2 separate regions of the Sus scrofa genome follow, and region 2 is linked to region 1. Evidence: chromatin contacts called from public HiChIP or PLAC-seq data. All regions are on one chromosome and are shown on one strand. Each heading gives the region's core, a stretch centred on a gene start, on an enhancer-like site or on the middle of the called end of the contact. The rest is flanking DNA. Distances are from core to core; before and after follow the strand shown.

Region 1 (7,933 bases), core at 3,558-6,057:
ATTACAATGCTATACCTCCTTTGCTTTTCCTTATCCTTCCATAGGGAAATGAGTTCTCCCACTAATGTCGCATACCATGGTATTCATCTGGCCCACTACTACCTTATATGATAATGACCTCTACGCATGTCTTATCTCCCCTCTTTGTCTGAGAACTCCTTAAAGGCAGGATGCATCTGTGACTGACTGTCTCATCTGTGACAGCCTTGACAACAATGGCTTGAATTTAGTAGGTAAATGATGTGTTCACTGAACTATATAACATTTATTAGGTGTATCATGCTGTGTTGGGATGTAAGCAGAGACTACATCACTTGTTCTAAATAACACCTAGCTTACGTGCATAGAAAATATTCAAACAATACCAGGGACCACAACTTCCAACATAAAAACAAGAACGAACCAAAAAGTGGGCAATATAATCTTTCAGAGTGTCAGTGTTTTTATTTTTCATTAGTTGAAATTATAATCACCATCTTGTACTCTAACAATTTATGAGTAGGTCACATTAAAGTGGGAGGGAAATCAACCACTTCCCCAAGGAAGACATTGAATATCATTCATAACATCAATTACCTCTGAGTAGCACAGATCTAAGAAAATCTAAATATTCAAACAAGACCTATATTTAATGAATTAATCATCACAAACAGTTGTGACCAAAATCTTTATCTAGAGCTCTATACAAAATCAGACACAAGCAGGAAATCAAGTTCTACCTAGACCACCAACTTTTTTTTTAATTTTTATTTTTATGGCTGCACCCACGGCATATGGAAGTTCCCAGGCCAGGGACTGAATCTGAGCCACAGCTGTGACCTATGCCACAGCTTGTGGCAATGCCAGATTCTTTAACCCACTGTGCTGGGCTGGGATTGAACCCGCACATCCACAGCCACAGGAGCTGCTATAGTGAGATTCTTAACCCAGTGCACCACAGCAGGAACTCCTAAGCCTAACAACCTTAACAAAAACTGCAGCTGGTCTTTGCAGCATTATGCATCAGGTTTCATTGGTTCCTAGAAACACTATCCATTTGACTGTGTGCTCAATTTACTAAGCTAAATAAAAAGGTGCCAATCATTTTTCTTTATTTTAATGCCAGACTCCAAATGACAGGATGAATCCACAAACATGTATACAAAATTAATTGCTGAGACATGCCAATGTAGGGAATTACATTTTCCAACAAAATGACAACAAGAAATGTTTCCAAATACTTCTGCTTATGCATTTCCCTTTAGAAACCTACTGAAAAATACACACTCACCAGCAGATATGTTATTAACCTGAAGATGTATTATTAACAACTTACAATGTTTAACTGTTTCCATTTACAAAACACTTTCATAATCCATTAACTCCTTTGAGCCTCAAAGCAACTCTGAGATGCTTAGAGGCTCAAAGGAGCCTCAAAGGAGATGCTTTCTATTTACTTCACATATATAATTACTCCCATTCTATAAATGAAGTAAATGATTTATGCCAAAATGGTGAAGCCAAGATTGTAACCCAACTCCCAATTCCAGTGTTCTCTTTTCCTTCTTCCTCCACGTAAAGCAAGAGGATACCTTTGTTTTGCTTCCACCCCACTTATTCTCAAAAAGTCGCTCAGCTAGCACAGTGTGAGGAAGCAGAGTGGGAGTCTAAACATCACTGTGGTTCAGACAGTGGGAATCATCCCGCCTTTGCCTCTAGCTAATCACATTTTTAGAATCTTAAAGGAAAGAAATGGAGTGTGGGTTAGCTGCTGGGTTTTATTTCTTAACTGTCCTATTTCTGGCTTTTTTATGTATACTCAGAAACATAAAACCACCGTAAATATCAAAAAGCCCCCCTGAACCAAAATATCTCTTGGATCTTTTGCCCACATGCAGTGGTTTAAACCTGCACAGTTGTTGACTCTTACCAATTTTAGTCTCAGAAAAGGAAAGAATAAAAACTGCAACTTGGCCCTAGCTTAGAAAACGTTTGCCCTTCCTCAAAGGTATTACTGAACTGTTTATTTTTTCTCAATAATCTTATTCTCTGTGATTCACCTTAGCTGGTCATTCTTTTTAGCACAAACACTTTCCGCTTACCCTACACTTGACAAAGCCACTCCCTTCCGGGGGCTTAGATGAGCTTCATTTGACTATGAAGTTAACCAAGCAGTTTACTGTAACAAGTAAATAAAAAGAAAATCCAAAATTCCCCCTTTCTCCTTTTAGGAACCCTCACCTTTATAACTACTTTTGTGGCACAGCCTTCATATCTTTATCCTCTTAAGGGACTCTATTAAGTGGCAACACACCCCAAAGCCTGGCCTAAAGTCTCTAAGGATCAGCATTTCAAATACCCCATCTTTAAGGTCCTTCTTAAATACCCCATCTTAAGGGAACTTTAAGGTCCTTTGAGGTCCTTTAAGGAGTTTACTCTTGTTCAGACTACAATAGGACAAACCATTAAATGGTCAAATTCAATCTAAGGACTAGCAGGAACTTGGAAAAGGTATATTCTGAGCAAAGTGGGCAGACAACACATGCAGGGAAAGCTCAGACTCCAAGGGGCAAAGCAGAAGAGCTGCACAACAAATACTATTGAGCCTCTGCTCCCAAGCCTCTCTCCTTGTTCTTGGTTGGCTGCATTTGTCTTAAGAAGGTCCCCTTAAGAAGGACCTAGACACAGTATTCAGGGGATAAATCCATTCAGAACCAAGTTATAAGCATACAGAACATATTTGTCAGTGGCTCTGACTTAATTTTTCATAATCATCTTTTAGCCAAGAAGAGAAAAAAATGAATTATCACCACCTATTCACTATCCTCCATTCTTCTGGGTATATATACTTTGGCACAAAGGATTGGTTTCTCTGCACTCTCCTTGAGGATGTTTATTATTCTTTCTCCTACTCCAAGCCTTCTGCCAACTAGCAGTAATAAAAACTCCACACACAGTGGGGAAGTGGGGGAGGGCCCCACAGCTGTCAGCTGTGGCCACTGGGAAAGCCAAGCCAGGTGAGGTCCCTTCAGCCCAGTGACTGCCAACCTCAGCTCTATAGTATGCTCCTGGGGGTGGGGGGTGTCCTTGTGCCAGGGATTAGGCAGGTCTTTGTTTCACCCTGGAGCAGAATTCAGTGGCATGTGAATTCATTTAATAAATGTGAACTTAAACCAACCTTGACCAAACTCATGGCTCATCAACTTAAAAAAAATCACTGGGACAAAGGTGCTGAACAAGAAAATTTCCATAGAAAATAACTTGCCATTGGAAATTTTTTACTGCCCCCATACTTATCTGTAGCAACCAGAGGCCTTGCAAGGAACAAAAACCCTGACTCAAGCTGCTGGCCTGAATTCCCAATTCTTTAGGAGGTGCTGGGGCAGTTCCTTGGTCAGCTTGGATGTCCCTTTGCCCCATACATAGGTACTAAAAAGTCCAACAGTACAAGCAGACTGTCCCTTCCGAACCACAGTCTGACAAGAAAGGATAGTTATGGAACAAGAGAGTGCCTGGCACAGCTACAGATCCTGTCTAAGGAGGGCAAGGTCACTAAAGGGAAAGGCCCCAAATTCTAGTTGTACCCACTACCTTCAATTTTTACTGACCCAACTTCCAAAGTGTCTGGAAACCCATTTGCGTCACAGACTTGGGCTGGGAATCACCCTGAATCCTCCCTTCCCCTCTGGTATGGAAAAGCTCAAAGGCCAGAGCCACCAGCTCAAGGAAACTGCTATCGAAGCTTTCCACTTACTTCTCATTGCGCCGATAAGCGCGTTGCCGTCTTTAATCACGTCTTTGATGAATTTATTGGTCCTCTCCAGCTCCTGCTCATAACACTTGAGCCTCTCGCGGAAATCAGGGCTGTCCAGGTAGCAATCGCTGAACTCCAGCGGGGGATGCCCCATGGTTCTGAGGGAGGGGTTTGGAAAGAAAGGGAAAAGACACAAAGACCAAGAGCATTAGTGGCATAGTAGGGGGAGTGCATAGGGTACAGTGCGTGCAAGACCCGCTTAGGAAGCTGTAGCCTCCCTCCCTTTGGAAGACAAGTACCTGTTCTGATGAGATTCCTGGGGACAGCTGGCTGTTTTGTACCGGAAACAGGCGGCCTGGTGATTGCTTCAGGTGACCGGGAGAGCTAACTAACGCAGTTGGATCCTGGCGGGGTGCTACCTAGCAAGCAGCATGTGCCCTAGGCATTGCCCCCTGACAGTCAGCAGAAACTGCAGCTCGGCTCGCCTCCGGAGACCGGCCGGATCCTTCCTGGGCAATTGCAAACGTGACACTTCGGCCCGCCCAGGGTGTAGGCGGGGGTGAGCGCCGGGGATGGGAGCTGCCTCTCCTTGCTCCCTGCTGACTAGCCAGCTGAAGATTTCCTTCGCAGAACTCCAAGGGCAACCCGGATCAAACTGTCCCCTCCCTCTTCTTAAAGCCAGAGCCTTCTCTCCGCCCCGGCGAAGCCCTCGCACCGAGCCGGGGCACTCGGGCTCCTTCAACTGTATCTTACTTGCACCCTAGGGTCTCGTTAACAGTCCTCCGTCTCCCAAAGTTCCTCCTGGTCCAAGGCAACCGGCCTTCTGTCTTGTTAAGCGCCAGAGGGGTTAAACTGGGGCGGCAATGAAACGTAGCTTTCCTCCAAAGACGCCTGAGCGGGAAGAGGAAGGCAACACCACGACGCACAATAGCTGCAGTAGCCCGGCGCTTCCCTACGGAAACTGGGGAGCAGTCAAGCGCCCTAGACTCCAGCTGGAAAGCGTGGCGGCCTGGGAGATGTAGTCTTTCCGTTTCATGCCCTGTGACTCCTCCCTGCGATCTCCCCACCACCCCGCCGGGACAGCCGCTCTCGCAGAAAGGCATTCCCAGCCAGCCCCAGCTAATAGCCGTCCCTGCCCAGCCTCGAGGGGTAGGTGCGTAGCACTCTACTGGAAAGTTTCCAAGACTGCAGCAAGCAAGAACCCGGGAGGGATCTATTGTAGGAAACTGTGCCTCCCTTCCCCTTATTTGGCTAGGTTGTTAGTTCTTTTTCCTTCCTCTCTTTCCTGTCTCCCTTTGTCCAGCCCAGTTATTTTCCTCCTATGGTTCTCATTTCTATTGATCCTAGAGTTCTAATTCTCCCGCGCCTTCGACCTGAAGGGTTTACTCCTGCTCTTGGCTCTCTGCATTAAACTCAGAACCCCCCGCCAAAGAAAGGGAGGCTGTGATTAGGAGTTCAGTTTCCCTTGAATGGAACCTCAAGGTGTGGATTTTGTGACCCAACTCATTGCATAGGCCACTGATTAAAGCACATGATTTTCCAAGGGTAAGTGGAAAACCTAAGAGGATGTTACAAGTTGTCTTGCAGGTTCCCTGAGAGGTCTCTTGTCCGTTGTTCATTGTAGGAGAACTGGGGCTACTATTACAGGCAGCTGCTTTGAGATTAAGAGCAGCTAGGGACTGGAAAATAGTGTGTACACAGGTCAAAAGATTCATTTTAATTTTGGAGAAGTGTTTAGATTACATTGCTCTGTGCAGAAAACCAAGAAAAGCCAGAACTGAAGGGGATTGCAGAGAGTGTTAATGGCTAGCCCACCTGTGTTAGTGTCTTATTGCTGCTGTAGCAAATTACCACAACCTTGATGACTTGAAACAGCACAAGTTTATTATTTTACAGTTCTGGAAGTCAGAAATTAAAAATAGACCTCTAGAGGCCAAAAGCAAGATGTCGGAAGGGCTGTGCTCCCTTCTGGAGGCTTGAGGGGAGAATCCATTTCCTTGCATTTTCCAGCTTCTAGAAGCTGTTCATATCCCTTGGCTCATAGCACCCTTCCACCATCTTCAAAGCCAGCAATGGCTGATCAGTTCTCTCTCTCACTTCCCCACTCTGACACTGACTTTCCTGCCTCCCTCTTTCTCTTATAAGGACCCATCGAATAACCCAGGATAATCTCCCCATCTCAAGGTACTTAAATCAGAGTCCTTTTGTCATGTAAAATAACAGGTTCCAGGGATTAAGACAGGGATACCTGAAACATTCTTTACCTTCCACACAATCTATATTCTTATAACCAACCCATCTCACTAATCCTCAAAACAATCTTACAAGGTTAATACCTATTTATACCTATTTAAAGATGAGATAGCTGAGTTGAAGAGAGGTTGTGTCTTGCCTAAGGACACACAGCTAGTTAGGTGGCAGTTCTTGAACTTGAACCTACCCTGCTCTTAATCACTACACTATATTGCAGTAATGGTAAAGCATCCAATGAGGAAACACTCTCTGAGAATTAATAGGAAGCCAGATCGGCAGGAAAGGGTGTGTGTGTGTGTGGGTGTGGGTGTGGCCATGCCCATGGCATGCAAAAGTTCCAGGGCGAGGGATTGAATCCGTGCTACAGCAGCAACACAAACCACAGCAGTGACACAAGCCACAGCAGAGACAATGCCGGATCCTCAGCCTTCTGAGCCACCAGGGAACTCCTATTTCCTACTCTTTTCATCTTTAGGAGAAAAGGTCCATTTTCTGGATAAGCATCAATACACGTACTAAGGGAAGATGCTCAATGAACAGGTACACAGTCTTTCATTCTAGCAAGCATTAACTTCATTAATTAAGTTAATTTTCAGTGTAGTGTGCATTAATTAATTCAACAAACATTGATTCAACACCTGCTATATGCTTTGATTTTTAGAGCCTATGCCTGTATTTTCATTATGATGAACATTACCACTGACATTAATGATGTTGGGTATCATCTAACACCATATACTCAAAGTGTTTTACAGTCATGTCTGTTATCCTTTATCTAGACAATGAAACAGAAGTGCAGAAGAAAACAAATGCCCTAGACTAAATACCCAGGAAGAAAGAGGGTTAAAATTGGAACTCACTCCTTCAGATAATAGCAGCATTAACAGCATTATCCTAGGTGCTTTGCACATGTTATACCTAACCCTGACAACACCCGCTATAGGATTGGGGTCTTCAAATTTTTATTCACATAACTCCTAAATTTTTTTTGAGTAGCTAGGTATTCCCTTATATATTTTTAGGTTGACATCTAAATTTTTTCATCATGTTTAGTTGGAAAAGGTATAATCGCTAGCATACTATACATATTGACAATTTAAAATAAAACAGTTATATTACATGTTTAAAGACATTCATCGTATGCTAGAAACCAGGGCAATTTGATGCCCACCATCAAACATTAAATGCAAAACAAAAGCGGTAACTTTTCTTTAACCTACAAAAAATATATATTGTTTCTTTTCGCTCCTTGAAATCAAATATCCATTGGATTCTCCCTACAGAATCATCTTCTGTCATAATACATTTTTATACTTGAAAGTCCTCTATTGATCTCCATATTGAGTTTCTCTGCACAAAAATATGTCCATAGATAGAAATTAAATTATTTTTATTTCCTCATGACCATAAGTCTCCAAGTATAAAAAGTCTTCTGGATTGAATTATAGTTGCAATTATTATGCATATGTAATTGTTAAGATATTATATATTGTGATTATTATTAAATATAAAACATATAATTTCACTGGAAATGCATCTCTCAGTGAGATGGAGAAGGCCTTGAGTTAAAGAAGATTCCTGGACATGAATACTTAAAATTGTTGCTTTATTTAGCCCCAAGGGTTTTTACCTCCTGGATAAAACTACCACAATATGATTCCTGACCTTTGAAAGGTATGCTCTCCTTAATGAGAGGCTGGGGGAAAAAGTTGGGAAAGGCAAACAGAAGGTCAGTTGCAAGGCAAATCATTTTTAGCATATAGTTCTAAAGGAAGTTGGTGGTTTGAAAATTGGTTCCCTTTCAACTTCATTCATATTTACCAAAACTTGGAAGGAATCAAGATATTCTTCAGTCGGTGAATGAATAAATAAGCTGTGGTACATCCATGCAATGAGATATCATGCAGTGCTAAAAGGAAATGAGCTATAAAGGCATGAAAATACATG
Region 2 (7,933 bases), core at 2,820-5,319, 45 kb after region 1:
AATTTCAAACTGCATGAAAGGTCATACAATGACTAGCCCTCCCTTGAAAGTCAATAAATAGTTCCTGCTACTCTTATTGCCAATCCCTGTTTCTCTCCCCAGAGGCAACCACTCTTACCAGTTTCCTGTGTAGTCCTTAGGACATAGTCTGTGAATATTCAAGCATATGAATATACTTTCCCTTCTACTTTTTCACACAGATGGTAGCATACCATAAAACTCTTCTCACCTTGCTTTTTTACTTTGAGAAAGGCCTGTGAGTGCTGCCGTATGGTAAATGTTCATAGTTTAACAGAGGATAAGTACTGTTGTATATTAAAGAATAATGAGTTCATTTGGCAATTTTGTGAGTTACATTTGCAAATAAAACATAAAAGAATTTCTATTTTAGGAGCTTGTTCCTATTTTACCCCTTCCTTCCTGAGTTTCTCTCTTCATAGCATATTATCTCATACTCAACTTGTACTCTACTAGTTAAATGAGGAAAACTGGCATTTTTAGACTGAAATAATACCTGGGTAACCAGAACACTAACTGCCTCAACAACTGTTTTATGACCTGTTCTCCTCTTTGCCCAGCATCACGCTCACCTTGAAATGAGTGGCCAAGAGGCCAAGAGAAGAGGTTAAGTGGTATAAGTTGTGGTTTTCAGTTAGGGAGAGATAACTAATTTTGGAGGTTGGAAAGGAAATAGAAGAGGTTATTAATAGCCTCAGGAAAGCCTGAAGGGACTTGGTAATCTGATAATGAGTGCTAAAGTCAGGACAGTGAAAGGGTTACACAGCTAAAAATCCCACTAGGGGAAGATAGATAGAGAGAGACTTCAGGAGATTACCATAATTTAGATACCAACCAGAAAAAGCCTACAAGGGGCAGCTAAGTAACAATTAGAACATTTTGAAAGTAAACAAACTTAGGCTACCACAGAAAAATGGATAGACCTGCATTTGTCCTTGTAAGATCTATAAGATAAGGGACCCTGGGAAAAACTGTATTCCTGCATGTAGCCAAGAAAGACATATAAGTGAAATGGGACATTATACTGAAACCTGAGGTGAATTACCATATTTTAGTGTACATCACTATTCTTCTGCTAATGTACATGATTTAAATAGTGCGATAAGAGTCCTAATTATACCATATAGTGTCAAAGGAACTAATGATGTAGGCCCAAAATGAAGAAGGTAGTCTTCTTCCCTCCCTACTTTTTCTTTGATTATAAAAATGTAGCCCACTTTGTTCTCCAAGCTGCACTCCCTTGCCTGTCCACTTGTATGTGTCACAAGCATCCTAAACTTACTCTTTGTCTGTCACTGAATTCTTTCTGCATGGAGAAAAAACAACCTAAGCTTCAGTAAGTCCTGAGACCAGATTATGATTTCCATCAGAAGATCAAAGGTTTGAGCCCCCTCCTAAATCAGGGATTATGAATTCAAGTCCCAATCTGAGGTGTGACTGGGTTCAAGTCCCATCCAAGGAATGCAGTTTCAACAGGGGTAGGGGATAATATTGGGGGGGGGGATGGTAGTGCGAGAGGTGGAACAGGTGTAGGAGGCTGAAGCTAGGCCTGGAGAACTATACATTCTCTTGTAGTATAAAAAAAGTTTCATATCTTCTATCCTAAATTTTAATACTACTACTTCTATCAGTGTTTTCAAAAGCAGTAAAATGTGCTTGGTCTGAGAATGAGGTAGAAGGTAGATGCGCCCCTGAGCTGAGAACAGCTGGGACAAGTAAATTGGGCCTTGTTTTGTGAGAATTAGCATATGTCCTTTCTATCAAAGGAAGTCTTGGTTACTCCATTTTGTTCCTGCTTCAACTGAGACAATCTCCTCTACCCACCTCTTTACCTCTTCTCCCAGCAACAGCTTGTTTCAATTTGCCAACCAAGGAGAATGTGCGCCCTGACTTGATCAATGGGAAGGGGACAGGTACATCACCTGCGTTAGAAATAAATAGGGTCTTTTTTTCTTGAGTACCCATGCCCTTCTGCAGAAGTAAAGAGCCTTGTTGCGATCACCCCGTGTTCATGTGTCTCACTTTCCAATACTGACAATCCGAGCCAGAGTCATTTTTTTTCTCCAACATTTCTCTTTGACACCTCAAGGAAAAAGTTAATTGTAGGATCTGAGCTCTGCTGGAGTAAAAAAATAAGATGACCACTTTAATCACTCCTGGGGTCAAAAAGATCTCCCCAATTATACATTCATAGTAAGACTCCTAGGGATTGGAGTTTCTGTCGTGGATCATCGGTCAATGAACTTGTCTAGGAACCATAAGGTTGTGGGTTTGATCCCTGGCCTCGCTCAGTGGGTTAAGGATCTGGCATTGCCATGAGCTGTGGTGTAAGTCACAGACACAGCTCGGATCTGGCATTGCTGTGGCTGTGGTGTAGGCCAGTGGCTACAGCTCCGATTCCACCCCTAGCATGGGTTGCCACAGGTGTGGCCCTAAAAAGCAAAAAACAAAACAAAACAAACAAAAAAAACCCAACAAAACCCCCCAAAACCAAAAAAAGACTCCTAGGGGTCAAAAAGGGAGGGGGCACCAGGCCATAATTCATCTTGATACCATCCCCGGCACCCTTTGCTTTGGAATCTCTTTGCCAAAAGATGCACATGCATATCAGAGACGGTCTTGTGTCCGGTCAGGTGTGAGAAATAAAAGAAAATTGGCTAAAGGTAAACAAAGACCCAGAAGAACTGCGCTACATAAGTGATTTAAATCACCTCTCTGATGCACTCCTCACTCAGGGGATGCCTGCACCCACACTTCTCTTTGTGGTGTGTATTACTTCTTTGCTTCTGACTTAAATATAAACTACTTCTCTCTGTGCTCTCCCACATGTACTGTGCCTCTAACAATAAACTTTATACCTGTTTTCAAAATCTTTGCCTCCTTGAAACATTCTTGCTTTCAACAGGGGGCAAGAGTCAGGGCAATTCTATTTTTAGCCTCTAGCTAATCTAGTGGCTAGGGCTCCTGATTTTCAACCAGGCTGCTCAGGTTCAATTCCTGAGCAAAAAATTAAGATTTCGCTCGAAGCCATCACTCACTGCTATCTCTCCAAGATCAAGAAGAATTATAAGAATATTGAACAAAACAGAACAAGATTCCCCCCCCACACACACACAAACACACCCCTCATTAGTTTGGGAAATTCGCCACGCTACATTCCACATTGTTTCTTAAGTTTACTACTTGTGTGCTTTCCTGAATTGCCTACCCCCAAAAAACAAAGCACTCTATTTCACACCCATCCCCTCCCTACTCTGTAAAAAATGGAAAACCGGTATTTATGCGCCCCCACAGGCACCCAGTAGCCTGCATATTGCTTGCATCAATAACGGACCTCATTCCAGCATGGGGTGAGATAAATCGGAGTCTGAAACAAAGTTCCACGATGAGACAGGGAATAGAGGTTGGGACATCCAGGAGTTTTCTTTAAAAAGTTATTCTTAATAATCACCATCTTTCAGTCTGAATATCTTCACTACTTGCCCCAAATCACCTAGCAACTTTGTAAACTGTGGTATGATTAAAACTTTGGCCAATGTATAGAGAAATACTCCCTCCTCTCGGCCTGCCACCAAGGGGGTAAGGGAGAAAAGTAACCTTGGAGGTCGGTGTGAAAACAATATAAAAGTCGAGGAAGGAGTTCCCGTCGTGGCTCAGTGGTTAAAGAATCCGACTAGGAACCATGAGTTTGCGGGTTGGATCCCTGGACTTGCTCAGTGGGTTAAGGATCCCGCGTTGCTGTGGCTCTGGTGTAGGCTAGCGGCTACAACTCCGATTCGACCCCTAGCCTGGGAACCTCCGTATGCCGCGTGAGCGGCCCGAGAAATGCAAAAAGACAAAAAAAAAAAAAAAAAAAAAAGTCGAGGAAGTGGGAAGCCGCTAGGTGGGATGAGAAGCTCAGGGATTCGGCCAGGCGGGGTGACAGTGGAGGGAGCGGTAGGTAGGGGGGGCTGGATCCTTTCATTCAGCGGCTGGGAAACAAAATCCCTTGGCCGCCGGGGGAGGGGCAGGCCTTTGCCCTAAGGTGTGGTGCTGGGGGGGGGGATGGGGGCGGTACCCGGAGCCTACTCTTTGAGAGCCGGAAGCGGGCGCAAGGGGCGGGGGTGGGGAGAGGAGGAAGCGGCGGTCCCAAGGCCGTCGGAGCACGCTGAGCATCTGGATGGAGTATTAAAGGGGGAGCGTATCTAGAAGGACCCGTGGCTCCGAGGAAGGGAAGCGAAGCGACACGGATCTCTTCCCAACCCCCGGAAGACGAAAGACGAAGGCCGACGGCCGTGATCACCAACTGCTGCCAGGCGCCTTTTGGTGACGCGGCCACCGCTCGCAGACGCGCTGACGGACCCCGGCCTCCACGTCGCAGGTTCTGCAAAGGCCTGTGGGAGCGTCCCGAGAGAAGGAGGGCCAAGATGGCGGAAGCGGCGGAGTCTCCTGGAGACCCGGGGACAGCAACGCCCAGGCCCCTGGTGAGCTTGGGATCTGCGACCGAAGGGACCGAGGGTGAGGAGAGTGCACCTTAAGGAAGTCGGGTGACGGGCTGGTTGCCTGAGAGTGCCGGAATCCCTTCCTCCCGGCAGGCCCTTTCTGTACCCGATACCAAAACCAGTCCCAACACTGCACCTATTCTTTGGGGTTCTTCCCTCCCTCGTTCTTTCCACGCCTTCTTGTGAAACTCATTCACTTTCCCTTCCCAGACTCTGAGGCTTGCCCTCCTCCCCTGCATTTTGTTAAATGCCGAGCTTTAAGCAATTTAATTATCTTTGCATCTGCTGTCCCTTCATTTTGTCAAGACCTGTCCTTAGCTCTTGTTGAAGTAGCCGCATTCTGGGATTTATGAGAGATTGTTTCCCATGGGACGTTATAACTTTATTTGCTTCGTGACCCCTCCCCCCATCGTCTTGGTTTAATCCTTGCCCTCCCTGTCGAAGCTCCTTGCAATCCTCTTCATCCTCTTCATGATGCTCTCTTGCTCCTGCCTGTACAGAGGATAGGATTTATATTGCAAATACAAGTCCAAAGCCTGGACAAGTATTTAAGAACACAGGTTTGGGAGTTAAACTTAACTGGTCTGGAATCACTCACTCTGCCGGCTGTATGAATTTGGGCAAGTCATTTCATGGAGAGTATTTCGTTATCTGTAAAGTGGAGATTAAAATACCTTTCTCAAAGAGTTCTTAGGAAGTTAACCTAATTAATGTGAAGTGTCTAATACAACCAGTGCCATAACTGAGGAGTGTAGTCAACTGAACATTCTGCCCTCAGTCCCTCCTCCCAAGCATTTAATTGTCTAGCAGTGTTTAGTTATATAGTAGTTGCTCAGTAAATGGTTCAGCCCTTTCATTTGTTTTAAACTGGCAACTTAACATAGTAGAGGACTAACCTGGGAGTCAGATGAAACTGATTCTAGTTTTCATTCTGCTTACTAGCTCTATTTGTTTTTCTCCTCATTCGACAAATATTTATTGAGCATCCACTATATTCTAGTCACTCTTTAGACACTGGGGATACAACAATGAAAGAAGGTGAGTAGGTCCAAGTTCTCATGGAGCAGTTGTGACCTTGAGGAAATCACTCTGAACTCCAGTTTCCTCACTGGGAAAACGAGGATAGTAACTCATCATAGAATTAGAGTACTAAATCAACTAATACATAGTGCCTGGTATACAATGTAGTTATAGTATATAACGTAGTTACATGTTATAACCATATAACAACCATATAACCATAGTGCCTGATATATAACATAGTTACAGATGTTTAGGTGTTTCATCTAATGTGCCCCACTCCTCTTTTATAAGCTTTCCCCTAATTAATTTTAGTGGTTCTGGTTACTCATTACTCAGTGTCCAATCCACTTGTATTCAACAAGGTTTTTTTTTTTTTCTTTTTAGGGCCACACCCGTGGCATGTGGAGGTTCCCAGGCTAGGGGTCTAATCAGAGCTACAGCTGCTGGCCTATGCCACAGCAATTCCTGATCCAAGCCACATCTTTGACCTACACCACAGCTCATGGCAAGACTGGATCCTTAACCCACTGAGCGAGGCCAGGGATTGAACCTGCAACCTCATGGTTTCTAGTCAGGTTCGTTCCCGCTGCGCCACGATGGGAGCTCCTATTCAGCAATGTTTACTGAACTCCCAGTGTGTGATACCCAATGCTAGTGGCTTTAGGGTGTATAGATGGCCTACCATTATGGTGCTTACAGTCCAATTTGTAGGGATGAGACAGATGTACAATGCTAAAATATGACAATATATAAGAATGGTACACATAAAATACTAAAAAAGTTTAAAAGAAGATGCTATCATGTCTACTTGGGGTGATGAAGCAAGCTATGTGGTAGAAGTTATATTTGAGGGGGCCTCAAAGGATGGGTAGAATTTGAAATTCAAGGTGAGCATAAGAGCTGTCAATGATTGAGAACCTGCTATGTGCCAGGATTGTGCTAGACATCCTCTGCGTGTTTTATAGACTTCACAGCAACTATTTAAGTTAGGTGGTTTTTAAACTGTATTCTATTTGCTGGTGGGGAGATGAGACTCAGAGAAATTTGATCATTTCCCTAGCGTGGCCAGGCTGAAATTTCAACCTAGGTCTGCTTCTGAAGCCCAGACTATTTCTCTTAGTGCTACATAGCCTCTCATGATGAAGGTACAGAGGTTAGGAGATGCTAATGTATTTATAGAATAACTTTGGCTAAAGCAGGGAAGTATTAGGGGTAAACCTTAAAAGATAAGGCTGCTAAGTTAGAACGGCAGTATGGAACAGTGGTTATAGATGTATGCTCTGGGGTCAAATTGCCTAGGTTTTCTTCTCTGCTCTGTCATTTAATTGGCTGTGGAATATTGGGGAGATTACCAAACCCCTCCATGGCTCAGTTTTCCTATCTGTAAAATGAAGATTAAGTGATACTTACAGGGCTGTTGGGTAGATTAAATGAGTTAACACATGTAAAACACTTGGTAGAGTACCTGGCATGTAATAATCATGCGATAAGTGTTGTTTCTTGCTGTTAACTACTATGTTGGGAAGTTTAATAGGCAACAGGAGCCAGTGGAAATTTTTGAGGAGGGAAGGGTTTAAAATCATGAATGTTGGAAGTTCCTGTTGTGGCGCAGTGGAAAAGAATCTGACTAGGAACCATGAGGTTGTGGGTTTGATCCCTGGCCTCGCTCAGTGGGTTGAGGATCCGGCATTGCCGTGAGCTGTGGTATATAGGTCGCAGACGTGGATCTGGCATTGCTGTGGCTGTGGTGTAGGCTGGATTCTACAACTGCGATTAGACCCCCTAGCCTGGGAACCTCCATATACCGGGGGCGTGGCCCTAAAAAGACAACAACAACAAAAAAAGACAAAAAAAATAAATGAATGTTTGGAGAAATCTAGGAGACCAACACAATTGTTGTAGTAGTTCCATGAGGAAGCGATGGCTACCTGGACTTCAGCATAGGCAGGAGATGTGAAGATTTGAGAAAGGCAGAATCCTTCAGGGTTTGCAGTGCTAGGGAGAAATGTGTCTTAGTTCAGTGTTTTTCAAACTTTAACATGCATCTCAGTCATCTGGGAAATCTTGTTAAATGCAGATTCTGATTTAGTAGGTCGTGATGAGGCCTGAGATTCTGCATTTCTAGTAAGCTACCAAGTGGTGGTGCTGCTGCTTCTCCTAGTATCTCATTTTGAAAAGCAAGGCTATGGGCAGATGGGATGACAGTGAGGCCCTGAACAGAAATACAGATGAGGAGAATGAGGGCTCTAAAAGAGTATTCATTTTTGGAAATATTTAGTTTGAGATATTGGCAGGCCATCCCATAGATATATAGCAGACAGTTGGACACTGAAATCTGGATTTAAGGGCTCATAAGCAGTCAGGACTAGAGAGGTTGATTTAGGAGTCATTTGTGTAGAGTTGAAAATACA

Evidence for each region. HiChIP or PLAC-seq counts read pairs in DNA pulled down with a chosen protein or histone mark.
Region 2: an H3K27ac HiChIP or PLAC-seq map of alveolar macrophages shows a contact between it and region 1. The contact joins the promoter of YIPF6 here to the promoter of OPHN1 in region 1. A contact is called at or near these places in 4 of 47 Hi-C or Micro-C datasets (heart right ventricle, liver and skeletal muscle) and 2 of 2 datasets of contacts at active chromatin or transcription factors (alveolar macrophages and skeletal muscle).

What each region holds. Positions count from the first base shown.
Region 1 is chrX:54,612,238-54,620,170 of Sscrofa11.1, forward strand. It overlaps OPHN1 (oligophrenin-1), which reads right to left and starts at 4,808. Exons shown (of 25, transcript XM_021080299.1): 1 at 4,033-4,808; 2 at 3,734-3,891. The coding sequence starts at 3,887.
Region 2 is chrX:54,657,702-54,665,634 of Sscrofa11.1, forward strand. It overlaps YIPF6 (protein YIPF6), which reads left to right and starts at 4,070. Exons shown (of 7, transcript XM_003484120.4): 1 at 4,070-4,481. The coding sequence starts at 4,425.